2 separate regions of the Sus scrofa genome follow, and region 1 is linked to region 2. Evidence: chromatin contacts called from public HiChIP or PLAC-seq data. All regions are on one chromosome and are shown on one strand. The core of a region is the stretch at or near the end of the contact, and the rest is flanking DNA. Distances in the headings are between cores, read along the strand shown.

Evidence for each region. HiChIP or PLAC-seq counts read pairs in DNA pulled down with a chosen protein or histone mark.
Region 1: an H3K27ac HiChIP or PLAC-seq map of skeletal muscle shows a contact between it and region 2, with 7 times the contacts expected there. The contact joins the promoter of COG1 here to the promoter of TTYH2 in region 2. A contact is called at or near these places in 1 of 5 promoter capture datasets (fetal skeletal muscle), 1 of 47 Hi-C or Micro-C datasets (liver) and 1 of 2 datasets of contacts at active chromatin or transcription factors (skeletal muscle).

What each region holds. Positions count from the first base shown.
Region 1 is chr12:7,759,249-7,761,948 of Sscrofa11.1, reverse strand. COG1 (conserved oligomeric Golgi complex subunit 1) reads left to right here and starts at 1,410. Exons shown (of 14, transcript XM_003131245.4): 1 at 1,410-1,793. The coding sequence starts at 1,479. It overlaps SLC39A11 (zinc transporter ZIP11), which reads right to left and starts at 2,217. Exons shown (of 10, transcript XM_021066702.1): 1 at 1,872-2,217.
Region 2 is chr12:6,880,302-6,883,001 of Sscrofa11.1, reverse strand. TTYH2 (protein tweety homolog 2) reads left to right here and starts at 1,440. Exons shown (of 16, transcript XM_021066683.1): 1 at 1,440-1,613; 2 at 2,485-2,575; 3 at 2,694-2,700. The coding sequence starts at 1,455.

The DNA of each region.
Region 1 (2,700 bases), core at 161-2,660, 880 kb before region 2:
GCCACCAAGGAGTGCTTTGAGTTTGTAGGAAGTTATGTGACAGAGCAGAAAAGGAATTCAAAATTCTAGGCCTAAGGGCTGATTTTGTCTCATACTAACTATGCGACTTGGGCAGGAATAAATAAGCTTCTCTAGGTTTTCGTCACACATAGAATAACTATTCCTACCTACTTTGCAGCCTGAAGCGTACATCAGATAATTTTGTGGACAGGCTTTGAAATTTACACACACGAGTAAATCTGTCTGTCTCTCTGGGTCCCAGGTTACCCAGCAGCAAAATTCAATCCGTAGACTGAAGGGCTAGTGGGAGGTAAACTAGAATATTAAAGATTGGAATTCTTTGATGTCTGGGACCTGCCTCAAAATAATGGAGGTGGTGGGAGGGAGAGGAAGTGGGTAAGGATGCAGGAGACTGACCATGAGGTAGTGAGTGTAAAACCCAGCTGATGGACCCATTATACCATTCGCTCTGCATTAGGGTGAAATCTTCAATAATACAATTTTTTTTTTTTTTAATGAGGCATCTTGGAAATACTTAGATGAAACAGGCCACACTCTCCAGGTTTCATTCTTACCAAGTCTGTGTTAGGCATCCTCCCCACCCCAAGATATTGTTTTCCTTAGTATTTTGGTCCTTTCCTCAGCTGCCCACTACCCTTCTACCCGGACCGGTGCTGATTAATGTAAGGTTACACAAGGGAAAACATCTTTGGTATAACACTGGTTGAAAGAAAAAACGGCACCCCCAAATAATTAACCAACAACCAAAGAACACCAGAAGCAAGGGAGCGAGCACACACAGCGCCGGTAAGGAGCAGCCTGTCCCTGTGCTCGGGCCTGGTCCAGAGCAACTGGGAAGTTATCTTCAACGAACAAAAATGAACTCACACTTCTCTTTTCCTGCCACTGCATTTGCTTGATGACCACAGAATATAATGAATAACAAGGATGCCGCACAAGGCAGTGAAGGGTTCAAGCTGCTGCCCCAGCTTTGATCCAGCACCTACTATCAGCTATGTGTGCCCACTTGGCTCCCAGCTGGCCAGGACACAGGGGCGGCCGAGGGATTCCAAGGGGAGAGGGACAGGCCGAGGGTGCAATCCCATCATCGTAAAGACCCCTGCCCGGGGACCGCGACGGACCAGTAAGGCACAGGAGCATCACGAGGAGGCGGTACACCGCGGACGCTGGATGATAATTAACTCCGAAGTGGAGATGCTCCACCTGCCCTGGGAGGGGCTTGAGATTCGCGAGGGGTTGGACCAGCAGACATACCGCCAGCCACAGTGATCTTACAACCACACAGTCTCTCTTTAAAAAAATGCCGCCCATCGCCAGGCCCGCCCCTCGGCCATCCGGATACGCCCCAAACAACTATGGCCGCAGCGGGGCGGAAGCACTTCCGCCCCCGACCAAGATGGCCGCAGGGGCGGGACGGCTGAGCGGAAGTGCCCCGTTGGGCGGCTGACCGGTCCGTCATGGCGGCCGCGGCCGCTTCCCCTGCTCTGAAGCGGCTGGATCTGCGCGACCCCGCGGCGCTTTTCGAGACCCATGGAGCGGAGGAGATCCGCGGGCTGGAGCGCCAGGTTCGGGCCGAGATTGAGCACAAGAAGGAGGAGCTGCGGCAGATGGTGGGGGAGCGGTACCGTGACCTGATTGAGGCGGCCGACACCATCGGCCAGATGCGCCGCTGCGCCGAGGGGCTGGTGGACGCCGTGAAGGCCACCGACCAGTACTGCGCCCGCCTCCGCCAGGCCGGCTCGGCCGCGCCCCGGCCGCCGCGGGACCCGCAGGTCAGCCCCGGGCCCCCGCCCCCAGCCCGGCCGCTCCTGCTCACGTGGGCCGGCCCGCGTCCCCCGGCGGGGCCTCACCTGCCGTAGGAAGAGCCTCCGCCGCTCTCTGCGCTCCCTCCTCGGGGGACGACGGCCGCTGTCCCTTCCTTGCGGCTGCCCGGTTCTCCAAAATCCCTCGGCCGTTTCTTCAGGCGCCTTCCCGGGCTTCCGGGCCTTGCGTTCCGCACCTCACTGGTGGGGTCACTGAGTTTTTCCTGCCAGCTTTGCATGGAAACGCCAGGGGTCTCTCGCTAGACAGTTCGACTCGTTCCTTATATCGCATTTCCCAACATTATAACTAGAACAGAGTTCTCCCCTAGGCTGACGCCTTCCCCCCAGGCCGTTCCTTCCTCCTCCCAGTCTCCCCCTCCCGCCCCCACCGCGCCCCCACCCCGATCCCGCTCCCGGGAATAACCTCCATAGCCCTTTCCACCTGTTGTTGGAAGATAGTACCCAACTATCAAGCTCTCTTTTTTTTTTTTTTTTTTTTTATGGCAAACTCTCATCTTTTCAAGAGAGGAACGTTTTCATTTTAAGAAACTAAGTTTATTTTAATTCGTGTTTTTCCTCCAAACACTAATGATTAGACCCACTGTCCAAGGACGCTAATCCTAATAATGCCTTTTGTGTTGCTGAAGAATGTTGACTTAGGGGTGGCAAAGGGAAAGGGCGCAGAGGGTGAGAAAGGTAAGGAAGGAATTTGTTCTGAAGCCATACAGCCATGTGGAAGGAAAAAAATTGCAGAGTGCAACTTAGCTCCAGTTTGGAACTTTTTAATACAGCCTGGGTTTTAGAAGAATCCAGATCATTAAGCCGGGCTAACGCGATAGAACCAGAGGAAACTAGAAATTCTTTGCTAATTTTTGAA
Region 2 (2,700 bases), core at 191-2,690:
CACCGCGGGTGGGGTGCGGGCGGGACTGCTGTTCACTTCAACCCCTTAACGAGTCCTGGGGAGGCCTCACGTTTCTGTTCTGCTTCTTTGCTTCACTGGCCACTTGTCTAAGTCAGCAGGCCCCTGGGGAAGCAGCTAAGATGGTCACTGGCTAGCTGGTCGCAGACTGGCCAAGCAGGTTTGTGTGTTCCAAGCTGCACCCTGTGGCTGCAGGTGGCCCTGAAGGTGAGCTTTTCCAGGCAGTCTCTGTCTTTACCTGTGGGGTGCAGGCCCCCCTCCCTCCGGGGTCAGGGCTGGCTCCTGCCACTTCCCTGCAGGCAGACCCCTCTCCTCCCTTCTGTAATGCGTTGGCATTTGATCTAATCTTCCTAGAGGAATGCCAAATCCTCATAACTTCCGGCTTGGTGTGTGGCCTGTGGCCCGTGGCCCATGGCCGGGCTCAGCAGCTGCAGCCTGTGCTGTTGAGAAGGAGGGGGGCACAGAGGGGAGCTTGTACATGGCACCAGGCAGTGCCTAGCCCCGAGGTCCCGGGGCTGCATGGTCATGCTGTTTATCAGTGCCCATTAAGGGCCCAGTGGAATCGCTTCAGGTCCATTTTGCTCAGCTACCAGCCCGACTGGTTCAAGACCAAAACCCTTCCCAGGGCCTGTGGGGCCAGGTGACCCAGGCTTACCTTGCCAGCGTCTTTCCTTTTTTTTTTTAATGTATTTATTTTAAAGTAAGGCTGGAGTTCCCTGGTGGCTTAGCAGTAAAGGATTTGGCGTCACTGCTGTGGCTCTGGTGAGATCCTTGGCCTGGGAACTTCTGCCTGCCGCAGGAGCAGCCAAAAATAAAGTAAGGCTAATTGAGATATAATTCAGTGAAACTCGCTCCTTTGGGTACACAGTTCTGCATAGTTGGACATTACAGCTGTGTAACCACCACAGCAATCCAGAGAAAATATTACCATCACCCCAAAGTTCCCTCTTGCACTGCAGCCCCTGGCAGCCAGCCCCTGATCTGTCTTTCTGTGTAGTTTCCCCGCCTCCTTGTCACTCCCCTCACCCCGGGGTTTGCACTTCCTGATTCCCCTTCTGCTCCTTGCAGACCTTGGTCTCCGATGTCACAGTGTACTGTCTGTACCCCCATGCTCAGAATCCATCCTCCCCCAGCCCTCAGCTATTAGCTCTTGGGCCATTCTTTAGGAAACATCCCCGCCCCCCAGACCTCGCCCCCCTTTACATACTGGGCCCTTGAAAGCACTTAAGGGGGGTTGTAGTTCATCACCGTATGGGATAAAAGCTGCCTCCCCTCCCCTATTAAACGTCAGACCCCACGCCGGCAGGGACGTGCATGTTTTGGTTATCGCTATACCCCTTAGAACAGAGATGTTCAAAATTTGCTGAAGACCCCTGTGAGAGGGACAGCGCCCTCCAGCGTCCTTGCCCCGCCGGGCGCCTGGGCTTTGGGCAGGCATGCGCAGATGGGACAGCCGCCGCGAGGCGCAGGGAACCTTGACCCGGACTGTGACCGCCCGGAAGAGAGGCCTCGGCCGCAGAACAGACTCCACCTCCCACACCTGGATCTCTGAGAGAAGAAGGGACGTCTGGCGTCTGTCCCCCTCTAGCAGCCAAGTATGTTTGCTGGCATTTCACCCGCAAGTTCCGCCTCCTCCAAGCCAGAAGTCCTGAAGTCTCTGGGGTTTCTTTTCTCACGGGCGTCTTCCGCCCGTGTCTCTATGCCCCCTCGCTACCACTTGCGACTGTTTGCAACCCAAGGCGGATCCCGTCAGGTCTCCTTAACTCCCCCACTCCCATCTCACCAACCTCAGGCGGCCCTTTATCCTCCCCTGGACCCTGTCCCAAACCTTAACCACCCCCTTCCCGCCCCCTCGCGTCCCGCCTTCCCGGCACGCTGTTTGGGTCGCAAGACCTCCGCCTCGGAGAGTGCGATCTGCCCCCAGGCTCCATCGGGCCCGGGCCTACACCCCCACCCGGTATCCCCGCCGCCGCCTGGTGCGCGGACCCTGCTCTGCTTTTCTCCAGAGCACCGCTAACTTAGCGCGGTTTCTGTCTTCACATGGGGACTGCTACCATCCACCCCTAAAATGAGGTCCTCTTCCCTCGAGAGATTCTGGCCGCTTGCGTTCACGGATAGAACAGAGTCCGGCACAGAGTAGGCGCTCAGGAAACTTGTGTTGACGGCTCTGGCGCCTCCCTGAGACCTCTCGCCCTTCCCCGCCTTTCCCCTCGAGACACCTCCCGGGTCTCTGCCCCAGGGGGCCCGCCCCGTGCCGCCGGCTAGGAAGAATCGGCTGCCTTTCTCAATCCCCATGGCTTTCCAGGCGACACCCATTAGTTGTTTGGGCAGATGGATTGGGCGCTCCCAGGGCAGGACCAAGTCTTTGAGTGCACCTGGTTTATAGAGTGGGACGCTCCATCACGGTTGAGACTGAATTTAGAACCAGTGACTCGGGGACTGAGCGTTGCTCCCTTCCGTCCCCAGTCTGTCAGTTCACTAGCCTCTAAAAGCGCTAGCAGCGGCCGGCCTCGCCTCCCTCGTGCCACCACTGCCCACCGTCCTCACAGACACTATGGTGCTTGATTTGAGAAGTAACCAGAAGCCCGGGGATCTGGAGACTGCTGTTAAGAGACAGATTCTGAGAGCTGTTTTCACTTCTCTTTCCACCTCTTTCGTCCGTGGGGCCGGGACAGATTCCAG